Linked DNA regions of Danio rerio: region 2 is linked to region 1. A link is a contact called in public HiChIP or PLAC-seq data. All regions are on one chromosome and are shown on one strand. Each heading gives the region's core, a stretch centred on a gene start, on an enhancer-like site or on the middle of the called end of the contact. The rest is flanking DNA. Distances are from core to core; before and after follow the strand shown. Region 1 overlaps mast2 (microtubule associated serine/threonine kinase 2). Region 2 holds the start of mast2 (microtubule associated serine/threonine kinase 2).

The links. HiChIP or PLAC-seq counts read pairs in DNA pulled down with a chosen protein or histone mark.
Region 2: an H3K4me3 HiChIP or PLAC-seq map of embryo shows a contact between it and region 1, with 7 times the contacts expected there. The contact joins the promoter of mast2 here to the enhancer-like site in region 1. A contact is called at or near these places in 7 of 18 Hi-C or Micro-C datasets (caudal fin, embryo, hematopoietic stem cells and 2 more) and 3 of 4 datasets of contacts at active chromatin or transcription factors (caudal fin, embryo and gastrula embryo).

The regions. Positions count from the first base shown.
Region 1 is chr6:36,252,348-36,260,236 of GRCz12tu, reverse strand. mast2 (microtubule associated serine/threonine kinase 2) reads left to right here. Exons shown (of 29, transcript XM_073954326.1): 4 at 2,182-2,213. Among named protein-coding and RNA genes, the nearest start is that of mast2, 140 kb to the left of the region's middle. Within about 2 kb of position 2,061, at least 5 of the 62 cell types and tissues checked have an H3K27ac peak or open chromatin away from gene starts, as enhancers often do.
Region 2 is chr6:36,391,146-36,398,486 of GRCz12tu, reverse strand. mast2 (microtubule associated serine/threonine kinase 2) reads left to right here and starts at 4,907. Exons shown (of 29, transcript XM_073954326.1): 1 at 4,907-5,916. The coding sequence starts at 5,836. It overlaps tmem69 (transmembrane protein 69), which reads left to right. Exons shown (of 3, transcript NM_001287082.1): 3 at 1-579. The coding sequence ends at 360.

The sequences.
Region 1 (7,889 bases), core at 812-3,311:
TGCCATAAAAAATTATTTAGTTTTCTCCAAAATAGAGAAACCGTTTTTACATTTTTTGTGTTAGCAAGTTTTTTACAGTACTTTAAAAATACTCGTAAATGTATCTGTCAGTATTTCAAACTATTATATTTAATTTGCCAAAATCACACAAGTGGAAATTTCACAGCTGTCACATCCATAACGGAAATGTGTCACATCCATAACGACACTTTTTCTTCATAAATGCAAAAATGTCAAATTAAATAAAATCAATCATTTTAATTCTATAGTGAGCCGACTCATACCTGTTTGATGAGCATTGTGTCTTTTGGGTTGTGCAGTTTAACTGTCAGTATTTCTAAATAATCTGTTGTCGACTGTAAATTTGCAAACTTTTTTGTCACATCCATAACGCATGTTTATTTTCCTAATTTAAAATATAAAACATGTTTACATATTGATATTTTTCTGCTCCCAGAACTCTGTGGTGAGCTGTTTTGGAAAATATAAACAGAAGTTTCGATATAATGTCAACATATACTTTCTGTGTGAAATTATGTTTTGAGTTTTTACTGCAAATGTCACATCCATAACGCTGGAATCGCTCATATATATATATAACAACACAAACTACACAATTCAGGAAGTTTTGATTCCGGATTTGTTTTTACCACTGTCACTCTTTCTCTTGTGTCCATGTAGTTGCAGTGCCTCGGATCTGTGTTAACGGGTGCACAGATGTACAAATCTACATTTGTTGCCAGACAGTTTGGGCTACTTATTAGAATTATGGGAATTATCGGTCCGACAAATTTTAATTGGATAAACTTTTTTTTTGTCTTCTGCCTTACAAAGAATATATAAAGACATAAATTCATTTAGATCATTTACTTTAATCACTACTATTGGAACGTGAAGAGAAGTTTCTGAAGACAATACTGCACCTTTAATATTAAAAGTAAAATAAAATAGTATAATGTTAAATGCAAAAGGCGTAGACATATCTGGGGTTTTGACAAATGAGTTAATTGTGTAAAAAGCACATTTTCTTCAAAAACTTACAGTATTTAATGAATGTGTTAAGAGCCCTAAGAAATAAATGTTTATTTGAAGACTGCTATGTGCTTGAACGTGACAGCTAAGCCAGATGCAAGGAAACATGGTGTCAACAGAATATGCTCATTACCGAATGCTGGCTTTGTGTTTGGATGAGTTGAATCAGTAAGGATCAGTAATGCGTGGCCTCTGCTTATACACCCACACTGTTAATGGATGATAGGCTTTGTAAACACATTCAATAATTGAATGTAATGACTTATCTAAAAGCCATTGTTTGTGTTGCCTATTTATCTGTCAAGAGTGCTAATACAGATTTTTATTTTGATAAAAAAAAATTAACTCTTCAATAAAAATTATAAAGGGGGTCTATAGACCACAATAGGAACCTTGTAGATCCATAAAAGATTTTCTGGAGCAATACTTCTTGTGACAAGTGACACAAATATCTAATATCACTGTCATAATAGCGAGAAAATAATATAAATATGTTAATGATGTTTTTATTTGTTTGCCAGTTGTATACTTACAATATAAGAGCTCTTTAATCATTTAAACAGCTTGATTTCGTAGATCACATTTTCTTTTTGCAATATCATTGCTTTTCCCTGGATTTTTACACTCGAGAGCAGTTTCGTTGTGGTTGAGGACAGATGGAATCGCCTTATTCTGTGTCTTTCCTCTGTCCCATGGGTCTTCTGGACATGATATCAGTTGTCTTTTCTCTGTCCAGCTAACAGTATGCATTCACTGGTCTGAGGTAGATCTGGCTGAGTAGAATAATGGTTCACTTTTGCCATCTAGTGGTGTTTTACTTTCTTTCACCAATGGTAAAAGACTCATTATGCTGGATACTGGCCATTATTCCACCTAATCATTATTGAAATCATGTATTGAATCTACCACGGCATAATAATTTGCTAAAATCAGCTTGTTAATAATTCAAGTTAACTTGTGAATATTTGTAATGCAGTGTTGGATAAGATGAATTGAGGTCGTTGTATTACGCCACCCGGTGGACTGTTCATTACCTGCAGGATTGTTACTGTATACTGCATTCAAGTTCAAAAGTTCTGGTTTTCACGTAATTATTGTGACACATTTGATTTGTAGTTAATCTTGTATTTTTCTCTTTCTTTATTTCAGAAGGAGCTGAGTCTTCCTAGAAGAGGCAGTTTGTAAGTACAAATTACAAAAAGACAGAGAAAGCTGTGGTGTTTTGTGAATAATTATATAATAGTTTATTTTCTTTATTTCATTTTATTTTGATCAAAGAGGATGCAATGCCCATTCAGCAAAGAGTTATTTTGTGTTACACTGAATCAAATAAAGCAAATACTCAAAGTTCTTTGTTGATGTGCTTTACATGTGCACTGCAAGGCTAATTCATTCTCTTAAGTAGCAGATCCGTATCTGACTATGAATTATATCCAGTTTGTTACGTTATTACATTCAAAATCAACCAGATTAATCCAGGCTGCGTTTACACTAGTATGTTTTTATAGTTATGTTGAAAACGCTGCTTGTCTACAGTATATTGCCGTTTTTACTGCATGCCAGATAAAGGTGTTATGTCCACAGTATGCAGCATAAAATGCATTACATGTGACCATCCACACTCAATGACCATGTGTATATTTTTCTTGTATCCGCACTTGCTGTTTACCAGTTGCGTAATGGTCATATGAGAGCAGCTTTAAGAATCAGCGAGGGATGCGCAATAGTCCAGAAAAGCAGTCAGTGAGCGATTGTGTACAGCCACATGTCCATTTTCAAAAGTCTGTGTTTCAATTCGTCTATATGAAATGGAGCTTCAGCATCTAGCATATAAAACATTACATTATACAGCCACTCATCTATTTCAGGCTTGTGTTATTGCCTTTCTACATCTGGATACTGCTTAATAAGTCAGCATGTTTAATGTTTCAGACACTGCTGTATCAGTTCAGTTAGCATTCCTCCTAGATCACAGTGTCAACGCTGTTTACTGCACATGGACAGGGTCACGGCGGGTCGTAGGTGACTGGTAGGGCAGTGACAGGCAGATTACTCCAAGCCTTTTCCGACAGCTGAGCATTTCTGTTCGTGTTCTGACACACCTATGTATATCTTCCTTTCTGTTTATTTTTAACTCACTGCTAGCAAAAAAAAGTGCCATCATAAGATCACGCAATATCAAAATCATGAGATTGGGGGTGGCGCAGAGAATCTTGGGGTCTCGTAAAGGGTTTTTCAAATCTTGTGTGCAAGCATACCGTCGCTGATCTTTTGGTTAGCGTTTTCTTTTTGCTTTCTTTGTGTAGCTTACAGTGACTGGCAGGAGTGGGCATAATGTCGGCTATTGTGAGGGTTCACTGAGTTTATTCCACCCGCTGCAGGATTACAGGGCTTAATCAAATCAAGCCTTCAATTCCACAATGCTGTCAGTGAACTTTTCTTTTAGTCTTCATGCAGTTAGGGTTTTTGGTTAATTTCTGGGTGACCTTCTCATAACTTACTGCTTTCTGTCTCATCTTTTCACATTCTGGTGTGTTGTTAACCCTGGATAAAAAAAAACTAAATTAACTAAAACTAAATTATAACTATTCAATAATTTATTAATTACTAACCCTGAAATTGTAAATTTTTCTCCCCGGTGTATACAACAGGGTTAAAAATGTAAGAACAATTTTAAACACATTATTGTGTGTGTGTGTATGTATGTATGTATGTATGTATGTATGTATGTATGTATGTATGTATGTATGTATGTATGTATGTATGTATGTACTGTATGTACTGTATGTATGTATGTATGTATGTATGTATGTATGTATATATATATATATATTTGTTTTGTGTGTGTGTGTGTGTGTGTGTGTGTGTGTGTATTTACACCTCTCATCCTGGTGTTTGTGTTTGTTTTATCTGTAGCGTGCTTTTTCATTCTCAGCCTTTCAGTCTAGTTGGTTTGTTGACTTTTTAACCAATAAACCCATCGTGAGTCCTCACTCCCTCATCCTTCCTGACAGTTTAGATCAGCACTCTATTCTGCCATTTCATTATTTTAATGTTTTCTGTTCCAAAGAACTGCTTTAACGATTGGCACTCATCAACCTGAACAAAAATTAGATGGATAATTGGGTGATGAATGCAGGGAAGGAACCACATGTTGATGAGTTGATGAAAGAGCCTCCAATAAACATTTTCATTCACTATGCCATGCAGCACAAGCTGCACCCTACTGCAGAAAACATCATCAAACCATGAAACTTCCTCCTTGAACTTTCACTCACTTTTTCTTTCTTTCTTTCTTTCTTTCTTTCTTTCTTTCTTTCTTTCTTTCTTTCTTTCTTTCTTTCTTTCTTTCTTTCCTTCTTTCTTTCTTTCTTTCTTTCTTTCTTTCTTTCTTTCTTTCTTTCTTTCTTTCTTTCTTTCTTTCTTTCTTTCTTTCTTTCTTTCTTTCCTTCTTTCATTCTTTCTTTCTTTCTTTCTTTCTTTCTTTCTTTCTTTCTTTCTTTCTTTTCTTTTTATTTTTTTTACTACACAATTTGGGTTCAATCTTTTCCCAGTTTGAAGATGAACATAATATGTCTCATCAGACCCAACGCTTTCATCACTAAAGTGATCTTTGGACCAGTTCTCTGTCCACACGACATGCTCCTTACTAATAGTTTTGTGATAGTTGTGATAGTAATTCTATCTCTAAAACTTCAAGACCAAGACCAATTCCTCCTCTGACTATTATGATTTTTTTTTGGTCATTTTTTTGAGCTTCACTTTATCTACAGTAGTCAACATTTGAAGTGGATCAAAAAAAGTCTAAAATTGTCATAAGACAAGAATGGGTGTTGATTAGTTATAGTTAGGACAACTTTGTTAAAAGGTGCTTATCCACTTCTAATGTTCACTACTAGATTCCCCTTTGTTTTCATTTTCTATTGAAAATAACAACCCAGGCATGCAATGAAATTTGGATTAGGAAAAAATATGGTCAGCAATTCATACATGAATGTTCATGTTTGGGACAACCATCACTTGAAGTATACACTCTAGGCGTGGGCCGGTATAAGATTCTGACGGTATGAAAACGTTTGATGAAAATATCAGTTTCATGGTATGACGGTATTGTGATTACTGCTCAAAAAAATGTTATTTTTAAATGTTTGGAATTTTATTTTTAAGAAGCATTTCAAATGTTTTGGCAAAGTAAACGTATCAGGCTGAATAATTAAAATAATTTATTGACTTTAGCTGTCTTCACTAGTTTCAAAGACTTAAAAATGTATCTAAAATTGCACTGACCAGTAGCTTTTGATGTGGAGATCATTTTGCCCAAAAAACTAAATAAAACAGTCTTGAACAACATGTAAAAAAAAAAAAAAAAACTTACATATACTATAAGAACAGTATTACACACAATTTTAGCAGTTTTAAAACCTTAACTTTTCCAAACCGCAGTGTACCTTGAAACCGGCTATCGTCCCATGCCTACTTGCACAGAGACATGTATCATGTGTCAATGTAATTGTATTAGGCTCTCCTGTGGCGTTGTGTGTCAATAGAATCAGTAAGGCTTAACGCTTGTGTTGCTTCTCCTCTGCTCTTTGATCCTGCCTATTGTCTGCTTGGGGCTACATTTAGCCAAAAGCATTCGCCTGGGAACAGTGGATAGGATTCTGATGTTCTCCGGGTTCCCAGAACTGTGCTTATACGCGTGTGTGGGTGTACAGAGACGGACTGGTGTGAGGAAGGGGCAACAGCTGCACCTCCCCCAGGGTCTTGTGATATCATGAGAATGCCCTCTCCCTCATTACATGCTGTGTTTGTGTGTTTCTGACCGTCTTGCCAACATATACACATTAGCAGCAGAGGTCGGAAGCGAGTGAAGCGTCTTCTAATTTGCCTGGAATTGGACCGTCACGCTCTTCACATTCTCCCATCAGACCAATGTTATGGTACTTCACAGTGCGGAGAAAGACACGCGCTCTTGGATACAACTTTCAGAGGACTGTCTTTTAAAAACAAACACCATCATGACCTCAGTTAACACAGAATTGGATACTTGCTCGGGTCGCAGACAAGCTGAGACTTGAAGGCACATTGTGATCTTGTGATCTGACAGTTGATGATTTTGATGAAGATAGAGGAAGTATGGCTGGAATTGCCCAAACCTTCATGAGCAGAGTTGGTCGTTTGGTAGCAGACGTTCGCATTATGCCATGCTGTGTTCTTGGAACCGTAAAGCTGGAGACTCTTCAGTGTTACACTTCTGAGTAAAAGTCAGATTTACGTTTTCGCATATCCATCTGCCCAACTTATGAACATGAAGAAAAGAAAGGAAAGACTTGGAGCCCCTGACCTACACATACAGTAAGAGTTTATTTGGGTCATATACAGTATGTAACTAAGGCTGCACGATTATGAATTTAATTATTGTTAGAAAAGAAGACTTGCTTCTTGGCCTTTACAATCTAGACAACAAGAATAAATTATATATTGTGTAGTAATAGTAACATTACTACTTTATAATTACAATTTTATGTAACAATTTGGCAAAAAATATCTTCAATTACTATAATATTACTGCTACTGTTATTATTGCTGCTATTATTATTATTATTATTATTATTATTATTATTATTATTATTATTATTATTATTATTGTCAATAATCTCATCATTATTTGTACAGTTGCAATCAGAATTATTAAACCCCTTTGATTTTTTTTCTTTTTGAAATATTTCCCAAATTATTTTTAACAGAGCAAGGAAATTTTCACAGTATGTCTGAAAATATATATTTTTTTTGTGTGGAGAAAGTCTTATTTGTTTTATTTTGGCTAGAATAAAAGCAGTTTTAATTTCTTTAAAAACCATTTTAAGGTCATAATTATTAGCCCCTTTAAGCTATATTTTTTCGATAGTCTACAGAACAAACTATTGTTATACAATAACTTGCCTAATTACCCTAACCTGCCCAGGTAACCTAATTTACCTAGTTAAGCCTTTAAATGGCACTTTAAGTTGTATAGAAGTGTCTTGAAAAATAACTAGTCAAATATTATTTACTGTCATCATAGCAAAGATAAAATAAATCATTAGAAATGAATTATTAAAACTATTATGTTTAGAAATGTGTTGAAAAAAATTCTCTCCGTTTAACAGAAATTGAGGAAAAAAAATAAACCGAAGGGCTAATAATTCAGGGGTTCAATAACTCTGATCGCAACTGTATATTATACAAAATTTAAGGAAATACTAATAATTATTAACAATTAGTTTTTTAGTTGATCTGTACACTTTTCCAGATTTCATTTGTTTTCAAACTTCAACCATTGAACTTTTTGTGGGGAACTGCAGGGCACCCTTAAAGCTTCTCTTTTGTTGACAACAGCAAGTTTCTCAGAACTTCTCCCAAGTATGGTTAGATGGTTGGCACGTTATGTTCCCAAATGCATGTTACAAGCGATCCAAACTAAAAGCAGATGCAGAAAGGTGTTCATGTGGAGCATCGTTTACTGCAAACTGAGCTGCGTGTAGAAAGACACAGTGCCATCCTTCACTCTGAAGCGTGCAGCGCATATATTTACTTCATTAAAATAGCAGCTTTTTCGAATGGATAAATCCGCTAAGCTTTATAGCTATTTCAGATAATCGTGCAGCCCTACTGGTCTACAAAACTACTTTGTATTCGTTAACAGAGCCTTTATTCATGCCCAATACTTAAACTTTTACTCGAGTCCAACTGACTGTCAGTCATTTTTTCAGTGCCGTTGAGGTTTCTAAACATGACCACAGCATTAGCTTTATCCAAACAGACCGCAGACTCTGACCTCTTTGACAGTTAAGCACCGGGTTTCCTCTTTCGCTCTC
Region 2 (7,341 bases), core at 3,658-6,157, 140 kb before region 1:
GCGTTTGCTCAGGTTGCATATGGAGCATCCATTGTTTCCTTTCTTGGTGGGATTCGCTGGGGTTTTGCCTTGCCTGCAGGAAGTCCTGAAAAACCTGACTGGCTCAATTTGGCCAACAGCGTGGTTCCCTCCCTGATTGCTTGGACGGCGCTTCTTTTCCAGCATGACATTACATCTTCTGCTATGATTGTAATAATAGGGCTCGGGATAGCATTGCATTATGACCTGTCCCTCCTGCCCACTTACCCCAGCTGGTTTAAAGCGTTGAGGGCAATACTCACAATTGTAGCCTTTTTGTCCTTGCTGGGTACTCTTATCATTAAGCAGGTTTATCCTGAGAAGAAGTTTATAAGGGATTAAATTATTTATTTGTGATGTCAGTATTGTGTTAAAAGTACGTGCATCATATCTGTTTCCATTGTCTTTATTTTTGTACCTTCAATTAGATTTTGTGTCCTATGGTTTATGGTTATACAGATATGTTTTGTTTTGACTTTGTAATGAATGAATGCATTCACATAATGTGTGAAATTACATATAAATACTGTTAAATAAAGATAAGTAGGGTTGTCACAATACTAGAATTCGATACCAATCAGTACTGAAATTTTAAAAACGTCTATTTCCCGTGAACAAATGACAAATGAGTGCTGTTGCACGATCTTAAACACCGCTGATTTGCTATTGTGTTCACGTGGTCAACAGAAATGACTGGCCATGTGATTATCCGTGAAGGTCATCGGTAAACACAGATACAGGGGCTCTTTCTCAATTTCAAGAACGCAGAGAATAGACTTCTTGTGAAGACCAGTCTTGCCAGGTGTCCTCGGAAGAATGGACTCGGGAGACTACAAGGGCAGAGAATGCATCCTGTGAGAAATGAGATGCTGCGTTCTTCCTGATAGTCACATGACCCTCATGCATTTTTAAAGAAAAATTATTTAATAATGACAGCATTCATACAACAATCTATTGTTTTTCCCCTAGTCAAAATATATACTATGCATAAAAACGTTATAAATATACATTGCACAATACAAATAAAACAGATTTAAATATAAATTTCAGTAAATAAACAACCTTAATGTGTTTATTCCTTTATTAAGATGTTTATGGTGATGTTTACTTTCACCGTTTTGTTTAGGGAATCTCCTGAGTTAAAGAAGTTATATCTCTGAACTATAATAAATCTAAATAAAATGCTGCGCTTCCCACCTCCAGTCGCAATGACTTCTGGAGCGAGTTCGGTGCATAGATTTCTGCATAGATGCGTCCTTGATATCAAGAACACATCCGAGAAGTTTCATGCGTCCTCTGTTACTGTGGTCTTGAGAATTGGAACAGAATTTCGGCAGCCGATAATGACGTTACACGAAAACACGAGGATGCAAGACCCCTGATGAACGCTTATTGAGAAACAGCCAGGGACACTGGAGCATTTCAAAGTCACGTTGATCAGCTGGTTTGTCTATAAGCTGTCATACAAGTGATCCGCTGATAAACTGCGGCTTTAAAACGCTCCAGTGTTTCTGTATCTGTGGTTACACTCAGTATACAGCAATGATCTTGTCAAACTAATGACCTTCACGGGGAATTGCAGCCATTTCTGTTAAGCATGTTAACACAATGGCAAATCAGCAGCATTTAAAAACGTCCTCACTAGCGCTCAAATATCTATCTATCTATCTATCTATCTATCTATCTATCTATCTATCTATCTATCTATCTATCTATCTATCTATCTATCTATCTATCTATCTATCTATCTCTCTCTCTCTCTCTCTCTCTCTCTCTCTCTCTATATATATATATATATATATATATATGTGTGTGTGTGTGTGTGTGTGTGTGTGTGTGTGTGTGTGTGTAAACACATATACATACAGTTGAAGTCAGAATTATTAGCCCACATTTGAATTTATTATTATATATTTTTTTTATATTTCCCAAGTGATGTTTAACAGAGCAAGTAAATTTTCACAGTATGTCTGATAATATTTGTCGTTCTGGAGAAAGTCTTATTTGTTTTATTATATAGCAGTTTTTTTTAAGCCATTTTAAAGTGAAAATCATTAGCCGCTAGATCCTTGTTTACTTCACTCTATGTCAAAATGTACAATAATATTCTAAAATGTGTGATATTTGTAATTTTTTAAGCTTTCTATAAATAATGTAATTATTTTAGCCTCTTTAAGCTATTTTTTCCAGATGGTCTGCAGAACAAAGCATCGTTATACAATAACCTCCCTAATAAAAAAAAGCTTGTTCATGCTTTTATGACTTCTAGGCTGGATTACTGTATGCTCTGTTCGCTGGTTGTCCAGCATCCTTTATTAATAAACTTCAGCTATACAAAATGCAGCTGCCAGAGTTCTTACCAGGTCAAGAACATATGAACCTATCACCCCAATTGTATCCTCCTTACAGTGGCTGCCGGTTAAGTTTTGTATTTATTATAAAATATTGCTTCTTACCTAAAAAGCTTTAAATAATATAGTTTCTGTTTGTCTAACCAACATTCTGTCTCTCTGCCATTCAACCCGCTCTCTAAGATCTCAAAATCAGGGCTTCTGGTAGCACCTAGAATAGCAAAGTCGAGTAAAGGTTGAGGTTGAGCTTTCTCGTTTGGCTTCTAAACTCTGGAATAGCCTTCCTGATAATGTCCAAGGCTCAGACACACTCTCTCAGTTCAAAACTAGATTAAAGACCTATCTTTTTAGTAAAGCAGACATTAAATAACGGTATGATGCATGAATGTGCTCCACGCGGGTGAGCTGGCTTGACAACCACCTGCAAGACACACTCCTCCTTAATACACCAGACGTTGTGTTAAAAACTCTCATCTGCTTTACATGTTTGTTTCTATGTTTGTTTAAATAACTGCTATTTTCATTGTTGCATCTCGTTTAAATACACTATGAACAGCAGCTACGATAATTATTTTGTTTATTCTCTATTTCCACCTGGGGATACTCATTCTAAAGTCCCTAGAGACTATGCAGTGTCATTAATGCGATCCAAGAACTGTGAAGAGATGATCCCAAGATATCCATAATCATGGACCAGGCAGTATCCTGACTTGATGGTGATGGTTATTGAGGAATGGAATGCATGAGACTGATTCCTGAAAGAGCACTGTGACAGATGCACAGTCACCGCATTGTTCGATTGGGCCAGCCTGACTCCCCAACGACGACCTACTCACACCTGCACCTTCTCCACGATTGACCTCCAGCTTCTCTAGAATCTGGTGTGTCCAGTGTCCTAGACTGCAGCTCTTCAAGTTTGGCCATAAAAATTATGGTTATGTACAACAGAGCCTGGTTCCTCTCTAGGTTTTTTTTTCCTTCACTTTGTCAATGGGTGAAGTTTTTCTTTTTTTCCCTCACTTCTGTCACCAGTGGCTTGCTTGGACTTGTGGAGCTGCACTTCGGTGAGTTTGCTCTTCAGTTTTAATTTTCAGCAGTGAAACATAAACCGCATGAACTAGTTAACTGAACTTCAACTGTGAAATCTGGACTTTACTAGAACTATGTTAAGCTGCTTTGACACAATCTTCATTGTGAAAAGCACTTTAAAAATAAACATGAATTGAATTGAATTACCCTAACCTGCCTAATTAACCTAGTTAAGCCTTTAAATGTCACTTTAAGCTGAATACTAGTTTCTTAAAAATATCTAGTAAAATATTGTACTGTCATCATGGCAAAGATAAAATAAATCAGCTATTAGAAATGAGTTAGTAAAACTATTAAGTTTAGAAATGTGTTGAAAAAAATCTCTCCATTAATTATATATATATATATATATATATATATATATATATATATATATATATATATATATATATATATATATATATATATAGGCGAAGCAGTGGCGCAGTAGGTAGTGCTGTCGCCTCACAGCAAGAAGGTCGCTGGGTCGCTGATTCGAGTCTCGGCTCAGTTGGCGTTTCTGTGTGGAGTTTGCATGTTCTCCCTGCGCTCGCGTGGGTTTCCTCCGGGTGCTCCGGTTTCCCCCACAGTCCAAAGACATGCGGTACAGGTGAATTGGGTAGGCTAAATTGTCCTGTGTGTGTGTGTGTGTGTGTGTGTGTGTGTGTGTGTGTGTGTGTGTGTGTGTGAATGTGTGTGTGGATGTTTCCCAAAGATGGGTTGCGGCTGGAAGGGCATCCGCTGCGTAAAAACTTGTTGGATAAGTTGGCGGTTCATTCCGCTGTGGTGACCCCAGATTAATAAAGGGACTATTTATATGTACACACACACACACACACACACACAAACCACAGAAAAAAGCATTTAAAAAGAAAAGTAAGTTTAAGTGCTAAATTTCCCTGTTGTTAAAGTTTAATTTCTGAACAAATTATTATTTAGAATATGTTTTTTTTCTGTTTTTTTTCCCTTATGCATACTATTGTATTAATTTATGTATTCATTAAAATATTAGTTTTACTTTTTTCATGTTTATTTTTTATTAATCTTTAATATTTTGCATTACTTATTTATATATTTTTATTTCATAATATATTTTTAAATGTTTTATTATTATATGCTGAGCCTCTATTTTTCTCAAATATATAGAATAGGAATAGTACAGAGAGCTTGGATCTATACATTGTTTTAAGCAGGAAGGGTTACTTTAGTCTCAGCAGATGGCAGCAAAAACAAACTAAAGTCGAATTTCTCCAAAAAGCGATCTTTTCACTTGCCCCTTCTAAGCCATTGGAGGAAACAACGTTCCCAGATCAGCCCTCCGGTGTATATGCAATGCAAGACTCCCCCACTTAGTTAGAATCTGCTCCTACACACTGAACTCAGATCAGCTCTCGAGTGCATATGCAAGACTCCTCTCTGAGACTCTGCTACACAGACTGAACTTAGATCAGCATTTGGCGCTCACCGGCGGTCGTTCACTTGATGCGAGCTTCAGGAAGCTACTAGATTTCCTCCTCGGAGAAAAGCGACGGCATGACAGAACACCGGGTCTGATTAGCGATTGTTTTCGGCACCGAGCCGTTTCCCCCGCACCCGGCCGGGCTGACGTCTGAAGAAAAGCGAGACTGAAGGAGAAACGCGGAGCTTCGCGACCGCTAGATATAATGATCCGCGTCAAAACAGAGCTCGCTCTCTAGACTCACGAGACATGATGGACAGTTAAACGCTGTGTTGTGGCTCTGCGGCGAAGTGTATCTCCAGTCTGCTGGCAGTTTAGTGGATGAGGAAATTTTCTGTTTTTATACGTTAGCTCTTTGTTTTGTTATAACTGGAATGCTAAAGTATTGGTTCACCAAGACGAGACAATCCGCTGGAAGACTTCAAACGGCAGCAAACACGTTGGAAACGCGGCATTATTCAGCATAATGATAACCTGTCGTTACACTCTCACGGTGACAGACTCGAGCCCGGCGAGTTCATTTACACATTGCTTTTAAACGATCACTTTCTCAATTTTGGTAAACTCAAAAGGCGTTTATTTTGCGGATGTTGTCAAACTTTATCAACAAACTGCTAGCGAGCTAGCGTGTTCCGCCGGGTGATTTTCGGCGCTAAAACCGCATAGTTTACATAAAACTGAAAACAAAGCAGTATTTGACGGAAAAAGAGAAGAAAAACAGACTGGCTGTCATGGCAGATGGGGTTGTAACTTAAGGTCGAGAGTGCAACACAAAAGCAAACCTGCGTTCATCATTTATTCTGTATTTGTGGACCAAAGTTGAGGAGAGGTTTGCTCACCATGTACCAGGGCGAGATTTGTTTCAGTATCTGAATGCACTGACCACTGGATTCAACAAAATATTAACATTAGAGTAGCGCTCAGCCGCCATCCATCAGAATGAAGAAAACCGAGAGCAAAAACAAAAGGAAACTCTGCACATCTGAGCAGCAGGACAGCAGCACTGAAGGAAAAGACGAGGTGAGTGATTGCGTTTTGACATTTACCTTGTGTATTTATTTCAAGAATGCAAAGTAAACAACAGTACACATGCAGTGGTGCATGTGACGCAGCTGCCCTGCAGAATGAGCGCAGTGCTCGATTTCAGTGCATCCATGAGGCATCAGGGCTTCTTGGTCATGAATATTGACAGGAAGCTTCCCTTGCAGAAAAAAGACAATTGATGTGTGAATGCATGCTGAGCCAGTTTATATGCTATTTTGCGTGTGTGTGTAATCCCTGACGTATTTATTTAGCTTAAATAATTAAATGAATTTTTTATAATGGGCTATAATTGAAGTCAATACAAACTCCAGCACATCAGAGTGGACATCAGGTTTTAGATGTTTTTTTGCTTTGTGCATTATTAGATTTGTGCACTTCTGAATAGGTTTAAAGGACTTGCTCAAGTTTATTACCCACGTTATGTTTGTTTTGGAAGAGTTTTATTGACTCCTTGGTTTTTGTTATTGAGTCTTGTGTTATCATTCATTGCGAGAGGACAGAGTGACACTGAAAGAAATAAAAGGAATGGAGTACTCCTATTGCTTATACACACATATAGTGTGTTTCAGATGTGCTCCAACATTAGGCACATTCAAACCAAGACTGAAAACACATCTGTTTAGCTGTGCCTGTACTGAATGAGCCCTGTGCTTTGTCCGACAGATCGCTCTATCATGTCTTTCTTTTGTTTTTCATTCTTTTATAACCTTTTAAAACACGTTTGATCTGTTTTAATCACTTTTATTATTTGTTTTTATTTCCTTATACTTGTCTCTTTTAAAAACCCGTTTAAACCCGTTTCTGTTTATGTAAAGAAATTTGAGTTAAAATTGTGAATGAAAAGTTTAATTAGGATCACACATTTTGTGCATAGCCATTCAGATTTATGTACTTTATGTTGATTTATGTAATTTATGTATTTATGTTGACATTAATTTGAAATGTTTTCTTGATAAAGCATTGTTGGTGATTAATATAATTATGTTGAAAATCGATCTATATATAAATAAGGCGAGGCAGTGGTGCAGTAGGTAGTGCTGTCGCCTCACAGCAAGAGGGTCGCTGGTTCCAACCTCGGCTCAGTTGACGTTTCTGTGTGGAGTTTGCATGTTCTCCCTGCCTTCGCGTGGGTTTTCTCCGGGTGCTCCGGTTTCCCCCACAGTCCAAAGACATGCGGTACAGGTGAATTGGGTAGGCTAAATTGTCCATAGTGTATGAGTGTGTGTGTGTGGATGTTTCCCAGAAATGGGTTGCAGCTGGAAGGGCATCCGCTGCGTAAAAATTAGCTGGATAAGTTGGTGGTTCATTCCACTGTGGCGACCCCGGATTAATAAAGGGACTAAGGCGACAAGAAAATGAATGAATAAACGTATATAAATAAATCCCATGTAATTTAACTTG